2 separate regions of the Xenopus laevis genome follow, and region 2 is linked to region 1. The links are chromatin contacts, called in public Hi-C maps. All regions are on one chromosome and are shown on one strand. Each heading gives the region's core, a stretch centred on a gene start, on an enhancer-like site or on the middle of the called end of the contact. The rest is flanking DNA. Distances are from core to core; before and after follow the strand shown.

Region 1 (7,522 bases), core at 2,822-5,321:
GACAAAACGCCAGTGTCAAATCGCCACGACACATCTGCATCCGACAGTCGTGGCGCATCGGATCATCTGAATGCATTCATTTACCTTATTTCCGTCGCATGCGATTTGACGCTGGCGTTTTGTTGCAGCGTGTCGGATTATGCCGAAAACATCCGTCCTACCCTTGTTATTTACTTATGTTTCTATGTCGGCCCTCTCCTATTCAAATTCCAGTCTATTTTTTATATCAATGCATGGTTGCTAGGGTCATTTGGACCCTAGCAACCAGATTGCTAAAATTCAGATGCTCAATAAAAAGATGAATAACCCAAAAACCACAAAGAATAAACAATGAAAACCAATTGCAAATTGTCTCACAATATCATTCTCTGCTAAAAATCACCCCTTTAAATTAAAGTTAAGTTAACTTTAGTATGGCCAATTCTAAGCAACTTTTCAATTGGTCATCATTATTTAATTTTTATAGTTTTTGAATTATTTTCCATCTTCTGGCTTTTTCCAGCTTTCAAATAGGGGTCACTGACCCCCATCTAAAAACAAATGCTCGGTGAAGTCATTGTTATTGCTACTTTTAATTACTCATCTTAATAGTCAGTCCCTCTCCTATTCATATTCCATTCTCTTATTCAAATCAATGGTTGCTAGGGTAATTTGGAGCCTAGCAACCAGATCGCAAAATGGAGAGCTACTGAATAAAAAGCTAAATAACTCAAGAACCACAAATAATAAAAAATGAAAACCAATTGCAATTTGTCTCAGAATATCACTCTCTGCATCATACTAAAGTTAACTCAAAGGTGAACAACCCGTTAACATAAAGCACGTAAGGTTACTTGTTGATACCAATAATTGTGGATCGTTTTTAAAATGTTGCAGTAATTATCTGCAGATTGTATAATCTTCACAAGAAACAGGTATTGAGACTCAATTCAGATGCTAGTATATAAACCCATCAGGATCTCTTATTATCACATATAAGGATGTGGGGGGAGGAGGTGTGCTTCTAGTTGCATTTCCCTGTTGCGTGACAGTTCTGTTTCACACTTCCACACGTGAATATTAAAATATCATTACTATCCTTTATATAGTGCTCAGAAATTTACAGATATCCATTGCCAGGCATACATACAGCACAGGGCCCATGCAGGATTAGTTTTGGTGTCCCTGATTTCCCAGGTTCCCTGGGCAGCTGCACTAACGGTACATCAACACCTGCAGAAAATGCTCATCATTCTCTCCAGTATGTCCACTAGTAGGTACAGTTTTCTCACACAAATAGACAATAATTAAATGTCTAGGAAGTGTATTTATTTTTTGTGAGCTAAAGGACATTTTGTGTGTAATTTTATTATAGCCAAAACTGTTGCCAAACAGTGTTGTGTCTAAATATTATTTATAGAGGCAACTGAAACTTCCCCTTTTCTTTAAGAGACTTTTTTCCTCATCAATTTTCTGCATGAATTTAGGGACACGCTGAGAGTGTGCGCATACCTTCCCAATCTGTACAGTGTTCCACAGTGAACTTCGACAGGCAGCCAGGGTAGCCAAGCAAAACAGCTGCACAACACATTTATCCTCTCCCAGTCATGACTGAGCAGAGCACCCATCACAGCAATGGCCACTGCTCATTTTCAGTGTGACAGTGCAGCATGAAGGCACTTGCTGTACTTCCATGGGCTGCTTTAAAGCAATGAAGATATGATTGGCAGCCATAGAGGGGCTACAGCAATTGCATAGCTATAAGACATAATAGCCACATCAGAAGATAAATATTATTCACCCAAAGGGAAGGGTGGGAGGTAGTTTGGAGACAGAATGAGCTGACGCCTCTAGAGAGATCTGGAAACAATAGTGAATATGGCATTGTTGTCCAGTTCAATTGACAGAGGAATACAGCCTTTGGCTTGCAAAGCTAAAGAGGATAGCCAATGCAACTGAGGCAGAAGATACACTAATGCAGTCATTGTTGAACTTTCCCAAGTAAGCCCACCTTTGGAGGTCAAACATTTGTTGGGACCCCATAGAGTCAACAGATTGGAAAATAGACAATCTTTTCAAATTTCAACCCTTACTGTCCTTCAGGCTGAGGTCCCCCTAACACTTCACTGCTCCAGCCACCCCAGCAGACCTACAGTTTGACACTGCACTAAAGCAATGTGCCCACCCATCTAGAGCTGCTGATTGGCACTCACTCCAGAGCCAGACACTGGGCAAACACTACAATTTTCAGTACTGCACAATGCTTGTTACTGCCCCCCCCATTAAGATACACATGCCACACAAGCAACATGATTTTGTAAAGATGGCGCCTGACACAGCCAACTTTAGATTTGCAGTGTGTGGAAACACTTATGTTTTATTTATTGGGTCAAGGTCACAAAAGCAAATATTTGTACTTATTTTGAACAATTACACTCACTTAAAAATACTTCTGTATTTTGTCTGTTTGCCTTTCTTTGCCCTGATCCTGTATTTGCTAAATCCTGGGGGAAATTCCCATTCAGAAATAGCTCTGTTTGTCAAACATGTCACCATTTCCATTAATTTGGTGCTGATTCCTTGTACTACTATCACAAAATGTGAAACCTTCCATTCTATATTATCTTTCTGCCCTCATAACAATAGCATCATGTGTTTTGTGTTTTCAGGCCAGACTGGCAATCTGTAGGTTCAGGCAAATGCCAGGACTGCTGTAAATTTCCATAGACAAGTTACACTATATATTGGGCTTGTGGGGGTCTGTTTGGGCCAGGGAATATTCACCGCCCCTGAACATTTAAGGCGAACTTTGCAATGCTGCCCCCTGCACCTAACAGTCAGAGCTTCTGTGAGGGTTGAGGGGGTCGCATTGCTAGTGTATAGAGAGGGCAATTGTGCTCTCTGCACTAGAAAAGTCAAAATTCTGGTTTCAAAAAAATCTGATATTTGGTTCTTAGTTACCAGGAGTGGCTTTTTGCCACCCCTGGTAACGTGTGGGCTACTGCCACCTGAGGCTAGCTTCTTAATTGCCCTGGTTTGGGTCTCTATGTACTTGAAATGCAAGAGCTTATTTTGAATCTCAGTCAGGACATAAATGTCTTAATTGTAAAGCAGAGGCCTGGTTGGCACCTTCGGGCTCAATAACAGTGTGGGGCTGGGTGCAAAGTGCCAAAACAGGTGCAATTAGGGTTGCTGCCTTTTCTGGAAAAAAATACCGGCCTTCCTATATATTTATCTTTTATCCCTATTAATAACAGTGGGATCAACCATTATTTTTAACCGGCCAGGCCGGTAAAAAACCGGCAAGGTGGCAACCCTAAGTGCAACTAGGATTGCCACCTTTTCTTGAAATGCCAGGGCTTATTTTGAATCTCAATCAGGACACAAATGTATTAATTGTAAAGCAGAGGCCTGGTTGGCACCTTCGGGCTCAATAACAGTGTGGGGCTGGGTGCAAAGTGCCAAAACAGGTGCAATTAGGGTTGCCGCCTTTTCTGGAAAAAAATAGCGGCCTTCCTATATATTTATCTTTTATCCCTATTAATAAAATTGGGATCAACCATTATTTTTAACCGGCCAGGCCAGTACAATACCGGTCAGGTGGCAACGCTAGGTGCAACCCACCGACCCCATGATTAGCACCCGTAGGTGCATGACTTTGCCCAAACCCTGCCAGACGCTTGCAGCTAAATCAGGTGGGAATGCTGAGGGTGCCTCTCCTGCCATGATGAAGTGCCCCACAGACAATTATCATGGTGTGGTTTATTTAACAAACACAAAGCACAAGTTGTGTGACAGGACCCGTGTATCCTCCTCTCCCACTTGCTTCCCCATGGCTGTGATTGCTATGTATAGTACTGCAGTGTATATACATGCTCATGTACACTTGTGTGTGATTATTAAGTGGCTCACGACTATCCCCCCCGCACAAGATCCCTATGGAAGTCCCTGTCTGAAGCATGAGCCGCTCCCAGCTGACTGTACAACAGATACCCGGCTTCCTAATCAGCGCCAGGCTATGTGAGAAGCCCTCACGCCGTGTTCGTGTGATCAGGGCGATCCCTCCCACCACTGGGCTGTGCGCTTTGCACGCATCGCTCTCTGTGCTCGGGCTTGCGTGATAAGGCCAGGCTGTACACTGCATGCATTTCGTGCTGCCTCACAGCTGCCCTTTGAGCCCTTTTCCTGTGCTTGGGGGAAGAGGAGAGAAGAGCAGGTGATCGGAGGGTGGAGCAACGGCCAGTTATTGAGCTGCTCCCGGGTTGTAGTCACGCTATGCGTGTGGTGGATTATAGCACTAACCCACACCGACTTGCTATTTGTAGCACACACTTCACTTCTTGTTCTTACGGCTTGGGACACAACTTTGCGTGCAGCTCGCTCTCATGTGGCACGTATCCAGCAAAGGGTTAAAGGATATCCCTCACCAAGAAGTGGTTGTGTAAATAAGCAGGGAGGCTTGTAGTTTAGCAACAGCTGGGCTGTAAATTGGTCAGTGCTAAAGGCAACTGGGGTTAGAGAAGCTGGGGCAATGCAGGAAAGATTTGAGTGCTAGTGTACCATGGAAATGAATCAAGGAGGGATAGTACTGTATTACTATATTCATATAATGTAAAAGGGGTTGTTCACCTTTAAATTGTTTAGATTTGCAATTAGTTTACTTTTTTTTTATTATTATTTGTGGATCTTGAGTTATTTAGCTTTTTATTCAGCGTGTCTCTAGCTTGCAGTTTCAGCAATCTGGTTGCTAGAGTCCAAATTACACTAGCAAAAAAAAAAAGTAGCAATAGCAATAAATGTGTAGCCTTAGGGCTAGTCCACACGGGGAGATAGCGACACGTTTGCGGTCGCGGCGACAAAGCGCCGTGACCGGCGCAGGCGACAGTTTTGTATGGGCGCCTATGTAAAAACGCCTGTGCTAACCACACGAGGCGATGCGCTTTTCAACAGTCGCCTGAAAAAGCCTGGCGAGGCATTTTCAGGCGACTGTTGAAAAGCGCATCGCCTCGTGTGGTTAGCACAGGCGTTTTTACATAGGCGCCCATACAAAACTGTCGCCTGCGCCTGTCGCGGCGCTTTGTCGCCGCGACCGCAAACGCGTCGCTATCTCCCCGTGTGGACTAGCCCTTAGGGCAGGGGCACACGGCAGATTGGGGGAGATTTAGTCGCCTGGCGACTAATCGACTCTTCTGCGGGGAGACAGTTTGTCTGTGCTATTAATGTATATATACAGTAGCTTAACAGTATATATAAGAGATGATAATAAAGTTCAATAAATGACCTTCCAACTGTTGTTGAACTGCACCTCTGATCTGTATCACATGCATAGTTTAGATTTAGAGATGATGTCACCCTTGAAGTTGTTTGGGAGTGACGTCAGAAGCTTAGCATTGCCTGCATTCCAGCCGTAAAAGCCACACAATACAGTGCTACAGATCTAAGGGAAAGCATGTGCTCCTTTCACTTTAAAGGTGATTTGTTAAATGCAGGCGACACACACACAGTACTCCAATTCCAAATCTGCATGAAAAGCTCCAACGTCAACAACAGGTTATAGGAGCTCATTGACATTGGCAAAACATACCTGGCATTTTCATTCAGTAAATTGTTGCACATCCATTATTAGATTTAAAGGCCTATTGACCATCTGCCCGTATGTACAGCCTGCAGCACTCACACTTGTTTGCGTTTGTGTGCACTGCACTGTAGCAAGTCTAAAGGCATGTCAGTTCAGAGAGAGAACTTCAACTGTAAATAGCAAAATACATTGTAAATAGAGGCGTAAAGAATGTTTATGGTAAATTTGTATCCTTGAATGATGATCTTAAGCCTTTTCAGGCATGTGTATGTGGGGGAAACAGTCAGCGCTGATAATAGGAGGCCCTCGCCTCTAGTAAAACAACTGCCCTTTTCTGTTTGTTTGGTGAAGAAAACAAAACAGCGAGTGTTTATTTCTCAGACTAGCAACATTCTGGTTGCCGTGCCAACCATTTGCTGGTGGTAATTTACACACGGCTTGTAGGACAGATGCTGCTGGAGGCATTACATACAACTGACATTGCAAGAGCAGGAGTTTGGGTGGAGCATGTTACCCTCCTGCTTTGACTTTGCACCCCCTTTTCACCTTTAAATACTTGTTTGGAGCATTTTGTATTATACAGCATTTGTTGTAAGAATATATATATATATATATAACCAGAGTGAAAATGCTGAGAGATGCATAATGTAATTGTATTTGCAAATGTAAGCACAAAATCTCAAAAGGTGTAGACAGGTTTGTTAACCCCTTATATGCTGTTTTATTCTCCTACATAAGAAATAAAGCAGCCCTGAGTTTTAACTGACATCATTTGGTCAGGTACGTCACTGAGTTTGCCATTCTTGTGCTAGAGGCAACGGCTTACTGCTTGAAATAATAAGACTTTTTGCTCACATGCTGCATGTGCCCCCAGAAGAACTTATTTCAAGTAATAAGCATGGCATTTCTGTACAGGACCGGATTTACATATCAGGCACCCCTAGGCCCGCTGACATTAGTCGCCCCAGTCCCCTCCCTTGTATTTGCACAAATTTTCATCATTGGGACTGGAGCAATGGGGATTGACGCACGGGAAATTTAAAAAACTTTTATCTACAGCCCACCCTAGTGTTTCTGAACCAATGTGAGTGTAGTTGGGCAGCATGCTGCCCCCCAATATCCTGCCGCCCTAGGCCCGGCCCTTGGTGGCCTTTCCACAAATCCGGGCCTGTTTCTGTACTTTGCCAAGCACATGTGGCAAAATTACCCCTCTACATATAGGGGCAGATTTATCAAAGGTCGAAGTGAAAATTCTAATGAAAAAAATTCAAAATTCAAGCCAATTTTTGTGTACTTCGACCAGGGAATAGTCCAAATTCGATTTGAATTTAATAAAAATGAGAATATTAAAATTTCGAAATTTATCATATACTGTCTCGTTAAAAATTCGACTTCAACAATTCGCCATCTAAAACTGCCGAATTGCTGTTTTAGCCTATGGAGGACCTCCTCGTACCTATTTGGAGTCAATTGGTCCCAACATACCATATATAGCATAGCATATAGCATTTTGACTCCCAGCATACTTGCGGAATTAAATTAAAGTGAACCCATCTCAGCACAGCACAGACTTTCAGCATAAAACAGCACTTGACAATAAGTGGCAGTAACTCAGGATGATTTTATGCTCAAAGTCACACCACTGTCCTGTGCTAGGGGTCACACTTTGTCATTTCCAGCATAAAATGGAACTCTGTGACCCACAGCCCCACCTACTGGGCCTCCATGTGAAACGTTGTCTCATGGACAAAATGCCCAGTGTCACAAGCCTAAAGCTGGCTATAGACATGCAGATTTTATTCTTATGTCCAGGGCCACCATTAAAAATCACAGGGCCCCATACAACAACATTTTCTTGGCCCCGCCCACCCAAGCCCCCACCACAGATCCCTATAAAAGGTAAACCCTAAAAAAACATTGGTGGTCAGGGCCCCCTACAAGTTAAAAAAAAATGGTGCCAGGGCC
Region 2 (7,522 bases), core at 2,091-4,590, 180 kb before region 1:
TATCATCGTTTTTCTAGTCAACTGACTGGCAAAACGTCTTCAAGAAAAAAAAAAATACAAGTCCAGTTGATTTGACTTATTACTGTAGATACTTCAAGAAAATATGACAGTCGCTGAAGCTGCAGCTCACACAAAGGGTCTTTCATTACCTTAAGCTCAGTGATAAACCCATTGCATGTATGATAGCATGAGTGAGCCGCAAGGTGACTGGTCGATCAACAGCGACTTCAAAGTTGAACCTCCTGTCAACCAACCCAACAACTTGTAACAGCCAGAGATGAATTGGGCTTAGAATAAAGTTGTTATTGAAAGCACAGGCAAAAAAAGTTGCTATTGGATGTTGAAGTACCATTGGCTTTATATCACAAAGGAAGACTTGATTGCAATTGGCCAAATTACAATATTGCACACAACAAGACTCTGAAGACCAGTGTAAAGGAAGCAGAATATAATCGAGGAGGATGAAAGTGCTGAAGGGAAGTGGAAAGAAGGAAGCAGAAGAAAACAATTGAATTGGGGAGATGTAAAGGACAGAATGGAAGAGGGTTAAGCCAATAACATAGTGAGAGGAGCAAAGGGCAAAATGGAAGTGGGGGGGGAGACATTAGCAGTAGAAGTTGGAAGAAGTGCTGCTCACGGAGCCACACATGTTGATTGTAAAGACTAAACAGTTTGCATAAGCATTGTTCAACCTTAAATGCTTTAAGGAATATACTGTACCTGTATATCAACTTCTAAGCATTTTATGGAAAGGATACACGGTGGGGTTGAAGTTCTTCAGAATAAAGAAAGAAGCAACAATCACCAAAACCAGGAAAAGTGTATTGTTGTAGAAAATGGAGAATGTGGTTGCCTCATAGTCAGCAACTTCATTTTTCTTCCAAAGGATCCTGCAAAAGAAAGGGAATATATTAGTTCCAGTGGTGTTTACTTGTGCTACATGAATTGCAAGAATGTTTTCTATCCTGCTATATTATCATGCAGTTAAAATGTGCCTTACAATTCTCAAGCATGCTATTTGCTATTAACATTATTATAGTCTGTGTCGTATTTTTTTAAAAAAAAACATTTTCATGATTACAATATACTAAGCTATACGCTTTATATGCTAGACCAGCCAAACCAACATTTGCTAGATGATTTCCCTTCTCCTTTAACAAACCTGCCAATGGCAAAAGCACTTATTGAGATAATGAAGCTCCCACCAAACATTTAGGGGGTTATTTATCAACGGTCGAGTTGTTTTTTTCCACGAGTTTTCAAGGGTATTTTTTAGTTAAAAATAAATTTTTTAGATTTATTAAGCGATTTGTTTTTTTTCTGCCAAAAACTTAATCAATTTGAGTTTTCAGGTTGTTAGCCCCGACTTCACTAATTTAAGTTTTTTACATTAGAAACCAGTGAGTTCATTCGAGGTCTAAAAAAATAAAAATTGAAACACGCTTCATTATACTAAAGGTTATAAACTGCTGCTCCTGCCGCGCATATATAACTTGCACTATGTTATACACAGGCAGCGGTTACCTTTCATCTTTCTCTTTTCGGGACATCTTCCGGTTATCTGCTTCTGAAAGTTTTCGCGTCACTTCTCTAGAAACGGCATCTTCACGTTTCTGCGCCACCCTGCGCATGCACACACAAAGCAAAACATGCAACAATGATCAAACATTAATACTAGGGATATATATTCTCATTTGCAGAACAAAAATACAGAATGGCTCCCATTAAAGGAAAACTAAGGGATAGCTAGTTATAATTCTAGTCACCCTCCCCCCCAAACCGCCACTGAGGACCCCCCTAATTGCCCCACTTGTTGGTTCTAAAATGCAGAGTAGCATCGCAGGGTTTGTGGGCACCAGGTCCCATGCCTAGTGATCTTGCTTAAATGGGGTTGATTTTTTTTTTAGTATGATGTAGAGACAATTTGCAATTGGTTTTCATTTTTTTACGGTTTGTGGTTTTTGAGTTGTTTAGCTTTTTATTCAGCAGCTCTCCAGTTTGCAATTTCAGCAATCTGGTCGGAAGGGTCTACATTACCCCAGCAACCATGCACTGATTTGAATGAGACTGGAATATGAATAGGAGAGGCCTGAATAGAAAGTTGAATAATAAAAAGTAACAATAACAATACATTTGTAGCCTTATAGAGCATTTGTTTTATATGGGGTCAGTGACCCCCCATTTGAAAGCTGGAAAGAGTCAATGTGGTTTGCAGGAAAAAAAATCAGAATTTCACAATTTTTTTTGGATTTTCCACCCAAAAAACTTTGTATGTTTTTTTTTCCCCGAAAACTTTGAAATCTTCGGGGTATTGCACAAAACACAGCGCACATCAAAAAAATCATTGGGACTTCCCCATTGAATTATATGCACCATCGACAGGTCTGAGATGCCGGATTTTCTGATTCAGACTTTTTCCATCCTCAAGGCATAATAAATTCCGAAAAAGTTGTGCTTTTTTAAAAGTCCCATTTTTTACTAAAAAAAATAACCCCCTAAAATAGAAATTAAAGGTGAACCACCCCTTTAAACTAATCTGCATCTGGCTTCAACTGCACATGCTCTGAGTCAGCGACTATTATTCTTAATAACCAGGTACTGCACACAGGGCATTTTTAAGCATTCCCATTTCAGTAGGTCATTCAGACAACCAAGCAAAACCTACTTGTGTTTGAGGACAAATTTAACATTCTTGTATGCAAAAGCCACAAGGTAAGTGCTGACCAGCGTCATTACGGCATATAACACAGCCGACTGCACAAGATCCATGTGCCATATCCTCCAATACAGCCCTAAAACACAAAAAAAAAACAGGTATTGTGTAGGCGATATATATATATAAAATATACAAGAACCATGAATATCTTGTAAAATATATCCTTATAAACGGTGACTAGTGATGTCATCAGTTATAAACGGTGAGTAGTGAAGCCATTTGTCACATGACTAATTGTGTATTATAATAAATAAAGTACCCCTTGTTGGAAAATGTGAGGATATTAGAAGTTACCTGGGAGTTCCATGACCTTGCTGACATACAATATCCTTATATTTTACAATAGGGGGTACTTTATTGTGCGTGACAGAAGGTGGGATGTTAATAAGAGAAGGACAGCAAGTTACAGAAGGAAAGCTTGTATTAATGAGGGGACAGGGAGAAGAAGAACCCCGGGCTGGTCCTCTGCGTTGTTGGGATACTTACAAATAGGAATTGCAGACACGATGAAAGCATTGCCATAAAAAAGCGCTGACGATTTAGCCGACAGGTTGCGGCTGAAATCCTGCAAGAGCAGATCTTCCTCGGACTGCTGCTTGTTACCACCTTTCGGAGCCATGGCCGGTATGAGAAAGAATGAACAGGAGAGACACGTCTCACACTGAATGACTCTCCTCAGCCACCGTCCAAGAAATCTCCGCACTGATTCGTCAGCACTCAGGGAGCGGAAGCGCTTGAAACATGGGCGGGGTTAGAATGAACTTGCCAGCCGGGCGCCTTTGCTTCCGCATACGGGGCTGTGTGGGCGTGTCCGAAGTGAATAGGGAGTTGGGAAGTTTGAGGGCTGGGTTATTTTTTTTAAATGAATAGAAAATATGCGCTACGTAACGTTTGTCTCTTATGTTGGCTCTGTTGAAATCAGTAGGCGCTGTTATTTTCCGCATCATGAACATTTATTTCTCGTTTGTTTTTGACGTATTTGTGAAAATGCTGCTCATTAAATCCTCCTGTTAAAACAACCAGTGGTATGAACGTTTCTTCTGCTGCTAAAAACACGTCAGGCACATTTTAGAAATAGACATGATTTAAATAGAGCTGCTAAAACTTCTATTATAGTTTGTTCAGGTGGGTGTGTGCCAGCTTAGAATAAATGGGTGTTTTTGGCAAACCTGAACAATTCAGGAGTGTCACAGGGAAGACCACCATGATGTGGCACCCAAGATGGCTGTGGCAGACTTGGGAGTTATAGCTGCAGGGAAAGCAGCAGATTCATGTTTTCTTGTGCCAACCTTGAGACAGACACACAATGATGACTTATATACTACTACTAGCCCTGTCCCTAGGGTTGCCCTTTAATGTAGCCATTGGCCCGTCCACCTAAGCCCTCAACCAGGGCCGGAACTAGGGGTAGGCAGAAGAGGCACCTGCCTTGGGGCGCATGGGGGCACCAGGCACGTACCTGTAAAACCATCTTCTTCCTACCTCTAGTCCCTGTTTGCTGCCCTGTGTCCTGGTCTCCTCCCTTTATATGATCTCTCCTCCCTCTCGATGCTCTCCCTCCCCTCACTCCCCTACCATCTGACACTCTCCCATCCGACGCTCTTCCATCATTCCCCTGACTTCCCCTATGCTACTTGGTTGCGTTCGGGCATGCATTCACGTACAGATGGAGCGGGCTGGCTGGCCGGGTTGCCTAGTGTCAGGGAGCCGGGAGCTCCCTCCAGGGAAGGTAGTCAGGATCAAGGAGGAAGCCCTCTAGTGGGAGCAAGGTCGTGGTATCCGAAGGGTTAAGCAGAATCAGTAGTAGTGGTCACAGGCAGGAGTTAACGAGGGCAGGCAGATCAGATGCAAATATCAAGAGTTCAGGCAGGGGGTCAGAACCAAGGTAGGAGCTAGAAACAGACTGGGAACAGGCTGGAAACAGGCTGGAATCAGGCTGGAATAAGGAATCAGGAAACACAAACAGGAACCCAGGATTAATGGCAGCAAATCCTATTCTTGGGCACCGTCACAATGTTTTGGGCGCCCTTTTATGACGAGATCCCGGCACCAGTGATGACATCATCATGCAGCGACGCTGCAGCCATGTGTTCAGCATCGGCGCCGCCATCTTGGATCTTCACTGTGACCGCCGGGAATGTAAACAGCGCCGTCGGGTACTTCTGACAGTCCTGACACCTAGGGCATCTGGTCTGCTTGGCCCGGCACTGCCCTCAACCAGCCTAGATCTTACCGTTTTCCGATCTCCGCCTTATAGATCCCTGCTGCGGCATAGCCATGACCCCTTTTGACATCACCCAACCCTTGTGACATCATGATCCGCCCCCGTCTCCGGTAAAAATTTGCGCAAAAGGTGGCAACCTTACCTGTCCCTCTCTATTGTCACTGGTGTGGTTTTGTGGGCTGTTTCAGAAATTAGGTTAGGACAGTACAAGGAAGTAGGATTGTCACCTTTTCTGGAAAAAAATACCGGCCTTCCTATATATTTATCTTTTTTCCCTATTAATAACATTGGGATCAACCATCATTTTTACCAGCCAGGCCGATAAAATACGGGTCAGGTGGCAACCCTACAAGGAAGGTCAGCAAGTCAGGCCTGCTACCCACCCACAGCCCACTGCAGAAGAGAACATTCTTTTTTAGTGGAAATGTAGTTTTCTTCATTATACCTTTTACTTGAATTTGCTAAAAAGGTTTAAGGCCTTCGCACACGTCATCAATACCCAGTGGTGATCATGTCTCAGGTGCTGTTCATTCTCTTGCTCTGCTCCTTGTCCAAGAGGAATAAGCAGAAGGAGATCATCACGGCAGTGTTTGGTGAATTGGTAGTCTACTAAAATAGAATATTCAGTTAAAAGGTATAGTGAAGGAAATTCAATTTTCAACTAAACTGGTTGTTCAGTTGAACAGATTTTTCAAATAAAAATTCAGCAAAACATAATAGATGTGGAATGTGCAGAAATGCAGTATTCAGTTACATGAAATATTTTGTAAAATGGATTGTAAAGATAAATTAATTATGTGGCAAATCTGAACATTCAACTATATAGAATGTTTACTCTCCATAAATACTTTATACTAGGAGTACAGAAAGAATTAATTACTAAAAGCTGAAATCATGTAGGGAGATGCTTGAGCATACAACCATACATGTGTGTGTGTGTGTGGGGTGGGGTGTTACGTGAAGTTACTTAACTGTTTTGTTTTTTGGAGGGTGAGAAAAATAAAACTGAGACTTGCTTTTTGACCTCTGGACAAGTGATCAGTAACTTTGTGAACTGATTGTAAGGTGCTTGCCTTCACCTGCTCTGGGTCAGTGCAGATTTTAGTGCATTTAAGTGGGAGTGGATCTACTAATATAATTGGCTGCATGGACTGCATTATGTATACTTTTCATATTGATTATTATTTTACTATTATTATTTTAAATATTGAATGAAATCTTTAGCTAACAGTACAATTTAAAAAGACATAGGGGGGAAATTTATTAAAGGGCGAAGTGGCGAACGCTGGCAAAAATTCGCCAGTGTGACGTCATTTTGGCACTTTGCAGATTTACGGTAGCTGGCGTAATTTTGCCAAGGTGATAGACTCTGGCGCAACTTCGCACTCTTACGCCAGACAAATTTTCGGTCTGGCGAAAGAGCGTTACTTCGCAAATTCAGTTTTTGATTTTACTGACCATACCTTTATCGCCAGACTTGCCTTCGCCATCTCAGACCAGGTGAAGTGCAATAGAGTAGATAGGAGTTCCTCAAAAAAAGTTGAAAATTTCCCAAAGTCCCAAAAAACGCTGGCGTTTTTTCCTATTTAAAGGGTGATAGACTGAAAAAGATCGTAAATTTTTTTTGGGGTACCCTCCTTCCCACTTACATTTGCTAACATATAGCACCTAAACTATACAGTGTCGGACTGGCCCGGCGGGACACCGGGAAAATACCCGGTGGGCCCGACCCTCATGGCCCCCCGCCGGGCCAGAACCCCTCTCTAAATATTTATATTTAAAAAAAATAAATAAAAATAAGCGGCGCTGTTGCGCATGCGCACCGAGCGGCTTCCTTGCTCGTCCCCGGCGCGTCACAGTGGGGGGACGGGTGGCCGGAGGGGGGCCCTCGGCAACAGTCCCGGTGGGCCCCGGTCCCCCCAGTCCGACCCTGAAACTATACTGTGGACACATGTGTAGGGCATTATAACAACTTTATATAATTTCATTAAGGTTCCCTGGCCTTGTGTAGTGTAATGTATTTGCTGCCGCATATACGGCCATTGTACTTTAACTGCACACCGTATGCTAATTAGCCAACGCTAGCGTAACTTCGAACTGCTGAGCGTAATTTCGCCAGCATTAAGTACCCTGTTCAGTACCCTGTGCGCAACTTCGGATCTTCGTGAATTAGCGTTGTCCAGGCGAATTTTCGCCTGGCAAAGCGTTGAGATGTGCACAAAGCCAGCGCTGGCGAATTTTCGCCGGCTAGTGAATTTGCCCTATAATGTTTACTGGAATGGAACAGGTAATATGAACATTTAATTGAATGTATAGTGAAACTGAAAGCACAAGTAAATGAAATTTAGAAAAGTTCAAGTAAACAGATTATTTGGTGAAACTGAAAGTTTTGTGAAACTGAATGTTTTAGAATGTCTACTGGAAGGGATTATTATCCCAAATAATCCATTTCAACATTGTTATGCAGCTCTATTAAAATTCAAGATTTTTCAGTGACTCAAGAAGATTGGGGCAAAAAAACCCAGAAATATTTCAGTTTGTATTTTTCAAACCTGAGTTAAACTAACAGTATTAAAATTCAG

What was found. A called contact is a pair of places that touch in the nucleus more often than the background predicts.
Region 2: a contact with region 1 is called in a Hi-C map of animal cap, with 6 times the contacts expected there. The contact joins the promoter of ssr3.L here to the enhancer-like site in region 1. A contact is called at or near these places in 2 of 4 Hi-C or Micro-C datasets (the XL177 cell line and animal cap).

Annotation. Positions count from the first base shown.
Region 1 is chr5L:123,920,385-123,927,906 of Xenopus_laevis_v10.1, reverse strand. No RefSeq gene overlaps it. Among protein-coding and RNA genes, the nearest start is that of LOC108717039, 14 kb to the right of the region's middle. Within about 2 kb of position 4,071, at least 5 of the 7 cell types and tissues checked have an H3K27ac peak or open chromatin away from gene starts, as enhancers often do. A contact at or near this core is called in animal cap, where this site is marked.
Region 2 is chr5L:124,095,420-124,102,941 of Xenopus_laevis_v10.1, reverse strand. ssr3.L (signal sequence receptor, gamma (translocon-associated protein gamma) L homeolog) reads right to left here and starts at 3,340. Exons shown (of 5, transcript NM_001086847.1): 1 at 3,203-3,340; 2 at 2,666-2,792; 3 at 1,525-1,623; 4 at 759-890. The coding sequence starts at 3,335.